Regions from separate parts of the Pan troglodytes genome. Here region 1 is linked to region 2. A link is a contact called in public Hi-C data. All regions are on one chromosome and are shown on one strand. Each heading gives the region's core, a stretch centred on a gene start, on an enhancer-like site or on the middle of the called end of the contact. The rest is flanking DNA. Distances are from core to core; before and after follow the strand shown.

Region 1 (6,739 bases), core at 2,730-5,229, 290 kb after region 2:
CCCCCACCACAGCCAAAAGTATCTAGCACACAGAAGGAAATAAGAGAAGCACTGAAAGATTCTAATTACACATTTTCATTTTTTTAAATTAAAATGTCACTTATAGTTTAGCAATTCCTTTTCATTGTTAAAACCTTTCTGTGGAGTAGAGACTAAGAGAACATAATTAACATAATATTCTTCTCATTAGTTTTCATACCATGATTCTATGGTGCTGGTTACTTTATAGATCTTTCTCAGAATCATGTCAAAATCAGATGAAGGAAATTAAAACAACAACCCATGTGAATGGATAAACTAAAATACCAACCTAAACCTAAAATGCATGTTAAAAGTAGAATTTGCAATAAATATGGAAAAACTAATCATGGCAGAGACCGAAAGCAATGATGCTAGGATTTTGGTAAGAAGCACTTTTGAAAAGACATATTAAATGAGGAAAACTAAACCTAATGGAATTTCTTCTCTCATTACTTAAAATAAACCAGGTCACTGAGATGAGCGTACACTATGGTATTTTGTTCATTTTCATTTCATTTTTATTTCATCAAACCATAAATTCCCATGGAAATACCTCAGACACGTGCCCACAATAATTGGAATGCCTAACATTTCAGCGTAAGTACTTTTGCATGAGTTCTACTAAATAAAAAGAATGCAGTGAGAGCCCTCCAAGTTTTTTGGTTATGTCAACAGCTATTTTACGAGTATGAATTATCTCTGTACCTATAAACTACATGTGTAAAATACATTACATGAGTCTGTGTGAAGCCTTAATGCGAAGACCAAGGTCTGAGCTGCACACAGAAACATCAAAATAAAACTAAACTTCCTAGAATATAGCAATCATAAATTTTCTTACCAAAGCTATTACTGTTAAATATACCTTGATGAATTAAGTTCAAGTGTAACTACAATTGAAATGTATGATTCAACTGAGCTATGACCTACTTCCCTCTCAAAAGCAAAAGGGAATTATGACAGTTGTGAGACTTATATTTTTCCATTCCATGGTCTAAAAGTTATTTTATACTTAAACTATAAGCAAAATGCACCTGACATTTATTTGCTTTAAAATATAGTTATTCATGCTATTGCTCATAGGACAGATAGAATTTTAATAGCAATGTATCAAATAATAATTATATCTTTCCACGTATTTTTAAGCTGTACAGACCAAGAAGCATTCAGGAAGAAAATAATCTTAATATATAATATGATACCTAAGTCTAAAATTCAGTTATAACTACATGATATATTTACATACAACAGAACCTATAATCAACATGACAAATACAAAATTAACCAATATATGTGGTTGAAAATACCCACCCCTAGCAGAAAGCTTTTTGGTGTTGATAATTTTGGCAGCATATTCTTGTCCAGTAGGAATTTTCATACATCTTCTCACCACTGAGAATGCCCCCCTGGAAACCAATAATTAGCAGGTCATTAATATAACAGATATAATATTTCATTAAAAATTTATAAAATCTGAGCATTTTTATTGATTTTAGTGGATTGCCAGTGAAGTACAGTAATATCCAGTAAATGAACAATTCTTCCTGGAAACCCAGACTTTCTTTAATGTTGAAGAATAAAAGTAAATTTTATTTAACTGGGAGCACACATTATTAATCAACAAAATGAAAGGAACTGCCAATTATGACCGCTCTTGTTTGCACAAGAAATTTGAAAACATTTTACAGTTCACACTCACAGCACCAAATGCTCTGAGAAAAACCCTGCACAGAACAGAGCAGACGAGGAGCAGCAAAAAAATCTGCTGCCTACTTATTTTGGTAGGAAACAAAAAATTAATGTGGTTCCAAGTAAGTAAACATGACGATTATTTTCATCAAAATATAAATCTTGAGCACATTAGTGTGGTTTAACAAATCCTGGTATGGTGATTTCTCTATGCCTTGTTTTGGACTGGGGGAGGGGAGAGATTTGAATTAAGCTGCTCTTCCGACATATTCTCCATGTTTTCACACCAGACAATATATACATATGTAATTTTTATTACTTTTAAAAATATTTACCTTTCCTTTAATTACAGTATAAACCAACAACATACATATAAATGCACTCCTTTCATAAAAGTAACAGTCGAAACTAGTGAAAGAGGAATTGGGTTTGGGTTCCATGCTACAAAAATCAGCAATCACGGCTTGGCCCCTAGGTCCCTTTGCATAAGTCCTCAGTAGGTCTCCTGCCTCCTTCCCTAACATCTCCAAGTAGTTCTGCCAGTCGGGTGAAGGAGGTGGTTTTACACAATGCTAGGCTACTCTTAAGAGCGCTCTCAGTTTCCAGAGGGCTTTTCCGCTGCCTGTATAAATAAATCCTCCCAGAGAACGCAAAGATGCACACGTAAATCCTAGGAAGAATGATGGTGAGCGGTAATCTGGTGCAAAGAACAACACTGGATATAGGGCAAGGGGTTGGGTTCTGTTGGGTGGCCCTTTTCCTGGACAGAACAACTACTGGATGCGAAATAGACTCTATGCCAAGTTGAACTTTCGGCATCAATAAATATGGCACCGTCTGAGGCTGTGAGTTCTCATCAGTACCTGGGTCATACGGCCGACACGCCGGCTAACCAGGAGGCATCTCTATTTACAGAAAACATGATCTATGTTGCATTTTACATGGGTTCTAATTTCCTCTCCAAACACACATTACACACAGGCGCGCGCGCACACTTCTCAGGATAGCTACAACTGCAGAGATCGTAAATTCACTAAGTCTCTCAGTGCAGGAGGGTGGGGGACCATCAAAATGAGCCACAGTTGGAGTAAGGGTCCTACCCCTTCTGTGCTCCCTCCCTTTATTAAGACAGCACCTTCCCCAGAGCTGACAAACCAGGGGCCCTCCTCCCATTCCTCTCCCAAACTCCCTCGCCCCAAGACGGAGGCCGGTGGGTCGGGGGCAACGCGACCCGCCCTCAGCTGGAAAGGGGATATGCGGATGCCGGGCAAAGGTGCTTACTTTCCAAGCTCCTCGAAAAGCTGATACTCGTCCGTGAACCTGGTGCAGGTTGTGGTCGAAGCCATCCTCGGTCCGGGCTGTGCCCTGGCTGGGAGCGCGACGGACCAGAAGCGAGCAGACTAACCCCGGGACTGGCCCCGCGGCGCTGTCACCCAGGGCCGCTCTTACTTTCCTGGTCCGAAAGTAGCTCGCCCGCGAGGGAGTGTGCGCAGGGGCGGGGCGGGAGGGGAGATGACCAGAAAGGGTGGCGTGGGGTCTCCTCCCCACGGTCCGCCGATCCTCCTCCTCCTGCGGGCCTCGCTTCCTTCTTCTCCACTGGACGCTCCACCCGCCCCTTTTCCAGTCCCTGTCCCCAAATGCAGGGGGTAAAGTACTCAAGAAGAGGGGGCCGGGAAATGGAAAAACAGCCAGGCACGGGGCGAGTGGCAAGCAGTTGCGAAACGATCCGCACTGGAGCAGGAGGAGTAGAAGCAGGGGGGAGGGAGTCCGAGGGGGCGGAGGTGGAGTGCAGCGGGGCCGAGGCCGCGGAGCCCAGAGCGGACAGCCTGAGCCCAGCGGCCGCTGTCAGCAGGCTGAGGCGCGGGGCGCGCCGGGGCTCCGGCGAGCGTGCGCGCCCGAGGCCGGCTTCCCTCCGGCGGGCGGCAGCGGCTCCGGCGAAGCGAGGCACCTTGGCGGCCTCGCGCTGCTCACGAGCCCGCGCGGCTCCAAGACGGCGCGGCGAGAGAAAGAGCGCTCGGCTCAGGCGAAGCCTCTTCTGCCGTCTCCAGGCCTCCGTCTCCTCCCCCGGCGCCTCCTCCCGCCGCTCCCTCCGCCTGCCAGCACCCCCTCCCTGGCGAAGCCCCCTCCTCGCTGGTCCCACACCTCCCTCTAGCGACTCCAAGCCTGTCCCTTCGTGGATCTCTCGCACTCCCTCCTTTGGTTGCACACACGAGCACACCAGTCTAGGGAGAAACCAGGTGGGTGGAGGAGGATGTGCGGGGGAGAAGACTGGAGGTTTGGGTGAATGAGGCGAGACGTCACAGTTACCCATTTAAACCCGCACAGAGAAGGCTGCCTCAATCTGGGGCTGACTGAGCGGGAAGATGCAGGGCAACTCGAGGATGGCCCGGGGCAGCCGCCCTGGGTCGCGGAAGCCCACGCCCCTGTTTTGGGCGCCGGGCAGCAGGGACTTCTCCAGGCCGGTTCCCGGGCCACGACACCCGGTGGGCCGAGCAAGGGAGAGCAACCACTTCATCTCCACGCCGCTCAGAGTTGACACAGCAGGGGCCGGATGTGGGCTGTTCATTGCTCTCAGAGAAGGGTCCCAACCCTTCCCACAGCCACCAGCGACTGTCGGGGCAAAACCCAGCCTCAGCAGGGTTCACTGCGTCGCCAGCTCCCCAGAACCAGGCGCAGGTTTTCTCCCTCCCCCGCAGCCCCTTCTGCAAGGGGCAATGACGGCCCCTGAGCCACATTTCACTTGCCACCTCCAGGCCCACCTCCCCCGCTGTTTTCCAGGATGGTGGCTGAGACTCTGGCAATCCCCAAAGGCCTTTGCTTTGGCTGTGAACGTTAAAAGAATGAAAGCAAAAACTCCGCCGCACAACCACACCTTCCCTTCCCTTCTGAGTAACTCCCCTGCAACCTCAGTAAGTTCTGATAGTAAGGCGAATTCTCGCGATATTTCCCACTCTGGCGGTCAGGGGGAGGTAGTAGGAAGGCTGGGTGTCGGTCACGCGACCGGCGGGGGCTGACGTCATTCACATCACGTGAACACGTCTAGACTGTTTCGCTTTGCAAAGGGAAAAAAGAAAAGGGGCGGTCGTGTGTGCTTTTGCTTTCAGCCAGATAGTGGCAATTGAGTGCACTCCGTAAATGCCTATCTGGAAAAACCATTTAGCAGTTCAAGAATGTGTCCTTCCCTTTAGCATATCTGCCATTGTTTTCAGTAGGAGGAAAAAAAAAGTATGCATTACGATTTAAAATAGATAAACTGCTGCCGATTGCTAGAACAACTTCTGGGCCCTCTTTCCAGTTCTCCTTAATGAAACTATGCAATTGCAAATTTAGCCGCAGACCAAAAACAGCGTTATGGACGGTCTTTTTCAAATTACTGCCAATTGTTCTACAGCACGGGACTATAAAAACCTTGCAATCCTGTTGCTAATTTGCTCGTGGTATTACTTCATAGACAAAATTTCACAGCTGAAAGATAAAACATAATTTGCAGACACAAGAGAATCTAAGATTTAAAGGCGCTGCTGCTTGCTCCCAAAGACTGCTATTAATTAATGTTACTTTGTGGTCATAGATAATCCTAATTCCTTTTTTCCTGATCTGGGGAACGCTTCTGCCAATGAGTGAGCTTTCTACTGAAGTACTAAAAATGTTCACAAATTTTAACGTTTATTACAACAAAATTGAAGTTCGTATGTGTTTTGATTCCCAGCCGTAAAAGGCAAGAAATAACTGTGTAAAATGTAGTGCTATAGAAAAAGATGATACCAAGAACTGCATAAAAGAAACCTGGTCTCTAAATATTAATAATTGGGCTATAAATTGAAAAAAAAACACAATTTGGTCTTGGCTAAAGATTTGTAATATCTGAACTATTTAGCAATGTGGCTCCAAGGCCATAATGAAATAATTTAATATTTTTCCCTGAATCTAAGAATGAAACAGAAAAAGTAAAATTAAAACAATAAATAAAGGTAATATAAAAATTTACATCTGGGAAGAAAATTGTTTCTTAAATATTCAAGTAATGAAGTCTACATAACTACAGTATTTATCTCAGTTATTTAAACTACCAATAATTGTAAATGGTTATAATTGTGCAGTACAATAAAGGAAACATAACTGAGTTTTAATACTGATGTATTATTAGACAATAAATGTGTACATTTTTTACAGCAAACACTGCTTAATCTGTACGTACTCTTTCTTTGATTTATATTTTAGACTAAATATTTCTCTTATTTCAACAAATATTTACAGTTATTTCTGAAGTTTGAACCTCCTTAAAAAGTAGTCAGATTAGCCGGGCGCAGTGGCTCACGCCTGTAATCTCAGCACTTTGGGAGGCCGAGGCGGGTGGATCATCTGAGGTCAGGGGTTCGAAACCATCCTGGCCAACATGGCAAAACCCCGTCTCTAATAAAAATACAAGATTAGTCGGGCATGGTGGCATATGCGTGTCATCCCAGCCACTTTGGAGGGTGAGGCAGGAGAATCGCTTGAACCTGGGAGAAGGAGGGAGGTGGCAGTGACCCGAATTCGCGCCACTGCACTCCAGCCTGGGCAACAAGAGCAAAACTCTGTCTGAAAAAAAAAAATAGTCAGATCAAAGACTTTGTTGTTGTTGTTCTACTTCAACATCATTTCAGGAATAGCTACAAAATAGAGTTAAATTCTAAAAAGTGTAGAAATGTAGACCTATAAACATAATAACACTGGATGTTAGTGCCAAATGTATTTACATTTCATTATACATGCCTTACTAACTGCATGTCTGATGAACATGGTAGAGAAAGTTAAGAGGGAGAGTTAGTGAATAAAAAGTTAGTCATTAAAGTTGTTGAAGATAATAAGGCAGGCTTTATTCAAGGGGGTCCATGGTGATCAGAACCACTGCAACCAGGTCTTGCAGGAGGAGAGAGAGATTGGACTCTATTTCAACTCTTAAAAGGCCAAGTGGGGATTTACAAGCAAGGAGCAGGGTAGAGGGCTGTGGATATAAAATGACTAAGTATTCTCCCTCTTTCCTCTT
Region 2 (7,204 bases), core at 2,753-5,252:
ATACACGTTTTATCTATTTAGGTATAATCATATTATGTTCTCATTTATGATTATATCTTCAGCTTTTGGATCTTTCTAGCCAGAGATCAGATTCAATCTCTGTTTTGCATTTTAAGTCTTTCACTGGGGTGGAACTCATTAGTTGCATGGTGTAAGGAGAAGGCCCTATTTAAATTGAATGCTTTATTTTAACTTCAGCAAAGTAATTTCCTTCATAGTTCCTATGATCCAGGAGTTTATAAACTTTAAATAAGCATTAGAACCCATTCTTCAAGTAAAGTTTTCCTTAAGATACAAACATATAAAAGAGATGCAGATAAAGTTGAGCTGTACTGGCTGAAGAGAGAAGGCTGCCTCATGTCACCTCCTAATCTCTTTCTCTGCCCCAGAACCTCTGCAGAACTGCAAGGGAAAACATTTCTTAAGCTGAAATGCACATTTTATGTACTTTCATATTTTTTTGTGTGTTTGCTCACATGAATTGCTCTGCCTGGACTGACCTTTTCTCATCTGGACTTCTGTATGTGTGATGTGGGAGTGGTTATACATCTGCATATTTACAAAGAAATCTCCAATCGTTGGATCAGAAGTCAAGCCTTCTCTCTGTGAAATCTTTTTTCTTTTCTTTTTTGAGACAGGGTCTCACTCTGTCACCCAGGCTGGAGTGCAGTGATGTGATCATGGCTCCATGCAGCCTCGACCTCCTGGGCTTAGGTGATCCTCCTGCCTCAGCCTCCCAAGTATGTGGGACTACAGGTGTGCACCACTATGCCTGACTAATTTTTAAACTTTTTGTAGAAACGGGGTCTTGTTTTGTCACCCAGGTTGGTCTTGAACTCTTGGCCTCAAGCAGTCTTCCCACCTTGGCCTTCCAAAGTGCAAGGATTACAGGTGTGAGCCACTGTGCCTGGCCTCTGAAATCTTAAATAAATTTTTCTCTCCTAGGGGCACTTAGTCATTTATACCATGAAATAAAACTATTGTTGACATATCAAACCTTGAATTAAATATATGTGAATTCAGACGTGTTGAAGAATGCATTCATATAAAAAATATATTTACCATATGCATGAAAGCAAAGTAAACGTCTGCTACTCACGTGTAGGCTTCAAAGTCCCCATTGTTGATAGCTTCGATCAGTTGTTCAGTGACTTTGATAATCTCTTGCTTTCGTGCTAAAGGCAAAAATATGGAGTTGGGTAAGAATAAAAGACAAAAGTCATATTAAATATTCTTTTTCATTTTTAATTTTTGAGATAGGGTCTCACTCTGTCACCCATGCTGGAGTAAAGTAGCGCAATCACAGCTCCCTACAGCCTTGACCTCCTGGGCTCAAGTGATCCTCCCACCTCTGCCTCCCAAAGTGCTGGGATTACAGGTGTGATCTGTGCCCTGCCAGAATCTGCATTTTAACATGACTCTCAGGTGACCTCTGAGTACATTCATGTTTGGAAAGCACTGCTATTTTCCATTTGTTTGAAAACAACAGTCACCTGAAAGGTCGGTCAAGGCTATGTTTTTTAAAATTAGTTTTTACTAAGGCTGGGCAAAGTGGCTCATGCCTGTAATCCCAGCACTTTGGGAGGCCAAGGTGGGCGGATCACCTGAGGTCAGGAGTTCAAGACCAGCCTGACCCACACGGAGAAACTTCATCTCTACTAAAAAAAAAAATACAAAATTAGCCGGGCTTGGTGGCACATGCCTATAATCCCAGCTACTTGGGAAGGCTGTGGCAAGAGAATTGCTTGAAGCTGGGAGGTGGAGGTTGCAGTGAGCCGAGATCACGCCACTGCACTCCAGCCTGGGCAACAAGAGCAAAACTCCGTCTCAAAAAATAAATAAATAAATAAATAAAAATAAAATAAAATAAAATTAGTTTTTACTACCTTAACTTGATTGGATTAGTAAACATACTTCTCTTCATAGTTAACAAATGTTATTAAAGACAATCTTAAAAAGTATCATTCTAATAATATGTCTATCTTCAGAGTAAAGATGATATCTTGCATTGAGATATTGAACTTTATATAATTATTTGCATTTTCTCACTTTTCTGCTTGACAAACTCTACAAAAGGATGCCGATACTGTGACTGGCCTTTGTTTTTAGACAAATGGCCTTTAGTGAACTCTACAAATTGAAGAAGTGACATATGAATCAATACTGTAGATGTAGGCAGATAATAAGATGAAAGCCTCCAGGTATAGCTGTCAAACCCAACACCAATCATGATTTGTTTCTATTCCTAGCCCATAATTGGTGAAATTATTAATAGTGGTTTGGCTCAAATCCTATCTATTCAGTGAATTTGTTTCTACTGACATCTGCCTCAAGTGTTCTTTCTCTTTTTTGAAAGCCTGCAGCATCTGTATCACTCGGCAATTATGCATATGCTATCTCTTGATACCTTCTTTAGTTTAAAACACATTATTACTTGTTTTAAATTGTTATTAAACTTTCTGTACTGTGTAATGTGTCTTCCTTGTTAACTTAAAAGCTTCCCGAGGGCAAAGAACATTTTATTTTCTTGTATAGCCTAAAAAGCTTTGTTCAGTGTCTTTTATGGAATAGATGCTCAATGTTTGTGAATTTAATCAGTTGAGACTAATAAACTTTTCTTGATTTCAGAACACTGTTCTCTTATTTATAAAATTACTGCATGAAATATTTTAGAAATCAAATTTTACTGGATTTTAAGAATATTGCGATATTCCCTTAAAATCACTGAACATAGACTGGGAATCACAAAATGTTACTTCCCATCTTATCTTACTGAGGTAGTGAGGCTGCTATTGATCACGAAGAAAGCTGACCTCAGGTTTTATTCTTTATTGACTAAAGAAACCAGTTTGCATTTTTTATGAATCTGATCTTCATCAAGCAGATTTTAACCACAAGCTTAAATGCTTACTTTCACTCTGAAACTTCAGGTTACCTAGGTGATGACATTATTTAAAAATAAATTTTCTATAAACCACATTTTACTTCATCGAGACTATATGAGACTATATCATAACAAATACAAGTAATAAACTATCCTATAAAATGTGATTAAGTTAGTCCATAATATGGTTGCTAACAATGTCAAGGTCTATAATATTAAAAAATCACTATATGGGTTAGAATTCATATTTAGTTACATAATTACTTTTCATTTATATAAAGTAACATAACACAGCTCCTACAGAAGTCCAAAACATTTCTTGCCCTTGCTCATTTGATTGATGAATATCAATAATACATTCAACAGCAAAACATACTGACAGAAGTGGTATCAGGGCATGATTTTGTAATAAGGATCCTGCCAGTGACACATTTTAGCTTAATTCAGTTAGGCAATAGGTGATTCATCTGTCTGTGGCCTCAACAGTATGAACATTTGGCAAAAGCTAATGACAGCTGACCCGATTCTGGAATATAAGGGATACGGGTGAGGAGGATCTCAGAAAATGAGATTATAAAAATGTGGCCACCAAAACTTCTCTCTCACATGAAATCCTCATTTCAAACTAACAGATTTTTTTTTTTTTTGGTCTGATATACAGCTGATAGGAAAAACTACAGTTTAGAAAACATGGCCAATTTGAAATGAGCATAAGATCAACGTCCTTCGTGGAGCTTCATTAGGGTAGGCTTCAGTTTATAGAGTGTGAAGAGTTTAGGATCACTTCCTGAAGTTTCTGAAAGTCTCTGCACTGCCTCACAAGCATAATATGGAATTAGAATCATCGGGTGTATATGGCCATCTTTTACTTTCTGAACCACTGTGGAAATACGCATTCACTCTTAAGTATTTTGCATGCCACAACTGGCTTAAGGGTTGTCCTGCATAAACAAAGCAACACAAATTGCCTTCTCTCACTTCTTATGCTTAGAAACGATGGTGCTTTCGCTGGCAGGACAACAAATGGGAATTAGCCAGGATGCTTCCGTGCTGTATCACCATAAAAACAATGTGACTCGTTTGGCTTAGGAGGGGCCTGGAACTCAGGAATCTATAGAGTGCTTATTTCACTGGGGCAAAGGAGCTTGAGTGAGTCACAGGCGGCACATGACAGCTGACTCTTTAAAGGAAAGCAGAAGGCTGGAAATGAATCATTTGTATATAGTAGTCAGCTTGTGGTTGGAACTATTGCCACAAGCCCAGCATCTGACCTAGAGGAAGAGTGAGGGTTTGGTGCTAGCTAGCTCTACTCTCAATCAGCAGTGAGGGTGAGGAACAGTTACTGTGCCAGTGGCTTGGACAGACAAGTTGTGTGGGGAGGGGGTCCATTCTCATCTGGCCTTCCCTCTTCCTGAACACCAAGTAATAAATAACCACTCCAAAAGTCAAAGTGGAGAGCTTGTGACGTGTCCCTAATTATACCACGATGAATGCAGAATGTACCAGTAAGGTGTTCCCTGAATACCAGAAGCTTCTTCCACTCCAGAGCTAGCCATTTAATCACAGGAAGCTGTTTACCTACTAGGTTTATTTCTAGAACTGAAGTGCTCAAGCCTATACTCACAGGACACAAAGTACTTTCTGGCGATTTCTAGATTCTTAGGAAAAGGAAAAAGAGAAAACCAAGTGGGAGAGATGTTCCAGGTTCTGAGTGGAATTACTTTCCATGCAATTATGCACAAAGAATTGGGAACATTTTCCCTTTCAAATTCATATATTTTTGGCTCTTGTTCTAAGAGGCCTGGAAGAGTAAGATAAGGGTGTGAATGATCCCAGTGTTTGAAAACAAAATAAAACCCAAGAACTGAGAGTAACTACATAATAAAACAACTTACAGATTTCAACATTTCCTCAAACATTAGATTTGGTTACTATAACAATACTCAGGAATGCAGTGATTATTTCTTGGTTTAACAGATAAATAAAGGGATTATGGGCATTGCCCAAAGGTATGGAGTTTGCTGATCACTCCTTCCCACCTTCTTGTCTTGGAACACTCTCCTTTTACTTAACTCTCTTGCTTTTCTACATGTTCTCATTCTCATTTGCCATGTTATCCTTCTCTACCTGGATATTAAATGCTTCAATTCCTTCTAAAGACTCAATTTGAGTCCCTCTCCTTATCTCATGCTGCAGCCCTAAAGTCCTGTGTACACCAGTGTTTTAAATAGTCATCTATATTCCAATGACTCCCAAATTGTTAACCTCCTTTCTAGACTCTTCCTTCAGATCTATGTGTCAAGGCTATTTTTGAGCCTCCATTTGGGTATCTCAAATGGACCTCAAACCCAACGTATACTGAACTGAGCTTAAGAACTGCCACCACTACAAGCCTGCTTGCTCTTCCATGGATCCCCATTTTGGTGAATGGCAAGATCATCTCTCAGTTGCATAAGCCAGAAAGAAACCTGAGGATCATATTTGACTCCCTAAATCCAGCACCTCAAGCCAATCCATTAAGTTCTGTTGAATTTGCCTTCCTCTTCTTTTCGACTTTTTTTCCTCTTCACCCCCACTCTCTCTGGGTACAAGCACCCATCATTTCTTGTCCAGGCTCTGTAACAGCCCTCTGATTAGTGTTTCTGCAACCAATTTTGCTCTTCACTATTCTGTTCTCTACAATGCAACCACCTCTCTCTCTCTCTCTCTCTCTCTTTTTTTTTAAATGCCTATCTCTTCAGATAACCTTCTATTTGAACTCTTCTAAAACCTTCTCACTGCTCTCAGGATAGGTACCTGAAGAGAGACTACAAAACCTTGCGTAATCTGGACTCTGCCCATCTCATTAGACTCATTCAGACTCTTTGACTTTATCTTCTCCAATCCACTCTTGCTCCTTTGTTTTACCAATTCAAAATGGACATTCTGCCTCCTATCACCAGCCCTTTATATGTACTGTCTTCTCTTCTTGGAAAACTGCACCCCCCCATTTTGCTCCTACTTCTTTTATCAGATCTCAATTCAACTATTATTTCTTCAAAAATGCCTTCCCTGGGCCAGGGGCGGTGGCTCATGCCTGTAATCTCAGCACTTTGAGAGGCCGAGGCGGGTGGATCACGAGGTCAAGAGACCATCCTGGCCAACATGGCGAAACCCCGTCTCTGCTAAAAGTACAAGCCTTAGCTAGGTGTGGTGGCGTGCACATGTAGTCCCAGCTACTCGGGAGACTGAGGCAGGAGAATCACTTGAACCCGGTAGGTGGAGGTTGCAGTGAGCTGAGATTGCACCATTGCACCCCAGCCTGGTGACAGAGCGAGACTTTGTCTCAAAAAAAGGAAAAAAAAAAAAGTCTTCCCTGAGCCTCATGTTAGGTCAGGTCCCCGCGATGTTATGAATTCATACATAGCTGGCACCTGATTTTTAAAAGCACTTAGTACACTTGTATTTACATATTTATTTGCATGTAACTGATTAATCAGTTTTCTCTATTACTCTAGAAGGGTGGTACTGCACCATTGCATCTCCAGCAGATAACACAGTGCATGGCGTATAGGAAATGTTTAATAAGTATTTGAATGAATAGTAGGTCCAGAACGAACTCAATTGGTTTCGATTCCCAATCCAATGACCTTTTTAAAATATATGATGGTACATTATTTGGTGATAACCAGACAGCCTTTAAGAAATATAAAACTGACAAATGGAAATAATTTAAGTATAAAGTAGTATGTCTTATCGTTTATTGACAGAAAACACTTTTTGACTTGTCTAAAACTGATCATCGAACTCCTTTGTTTTCCTGACTTACTCATTTTTGCTAATGAAACCACAATTTTGCCAGTCTCCCAGCTCAAAACCTGGGGTTTCTTCTGGATTCAATTCTTTCTTTGTTTCCATATCCAATCCTCCATGGATCATTATTTTTCCTTAGCACTTCTGATGATGTTTCCCAGGATACATCCTTAGCCTCTTAATTATTTCATTTGCTTACTCTTGGCAATCTCATTCACTCCTCTGGCTCTGACCGCATGCTGAAGACTGCCAATTCTCTATCTCGGAGACCTTAAATCTTTCTAGGCTCCATGCTCATATTTCTAACTGCATTCTAAACATCTGAATTTGTCCTGGCATTTCAGACCCAGGGTGCCCAAAATGAACCTCAGTATTTTTCTCACAAAGTCTGATGCCTCTCTGGAATTTCTCATCTTGGATAGTGGCATCATAATCTACTCAGCTGCCCAAACTGGAAGCCTTGCTATCTCCTTTCTTTTTATTCCTCATAGATCTTTAGCCATTCTACATTCTTCCAACTCTTTCTCA

What was found. A called contact is a pair of places that touch in the nucleus more often than the background predicts.
Region 1: a Hi-C map of stem cell-derived neural progenitor cells shows a contact between it and region 2, with 4 times the contacts expected there. The contact joins the promoter of CAMK2D here to the enhancer-like site in region 2. A contact is called at or near these places in 1 of 7 Hi-C or Micro-C datasets (stem cell-derived neural progenitor cells) and 1 of 1 datasets of contacts at active chromatin or transcription factors (stem cell-derived excitatory neurons).

Annotation. Positions count from the first base shown.
Region 1 is chr3:115,237,386-115,244,124 of NHGRI_mPanTro3-v2.0_pri, forward strand. CAMK2D (calcium/calmodulin dependent protein kinase II delta) reads right to left here and starts at 3,980. Exons shown (of 18, transcript XM_063809802.1): 1 at 2,992-3,980; 2 at 1,333-1,427. The coding sequence starts at 3,056.
Region 2 is chr3:114,943,874-114,951,077 of NHGRI_mPanTro3-v2.0_pri, forward strand. CAMK2D (calcium/calmodulin dependent protein kinase II delta) reads right to left here. Exons shown (of 18, transcript XM_063809802.1): 15 at 1,100-1,175. Among named protein-coding and RNA genes, the nearest start is that of CAMK2D, 290 kb to the right of the region's middle. Within about 2 kb of position 4,003, at least 16 of the 24 cell types and tissues checked have an H3K27ac peak or open chromatin away from gene starts, as enhancers often do. A contact at or near this core is called in stem cell-derived neural progenitor cells, where this site is marked.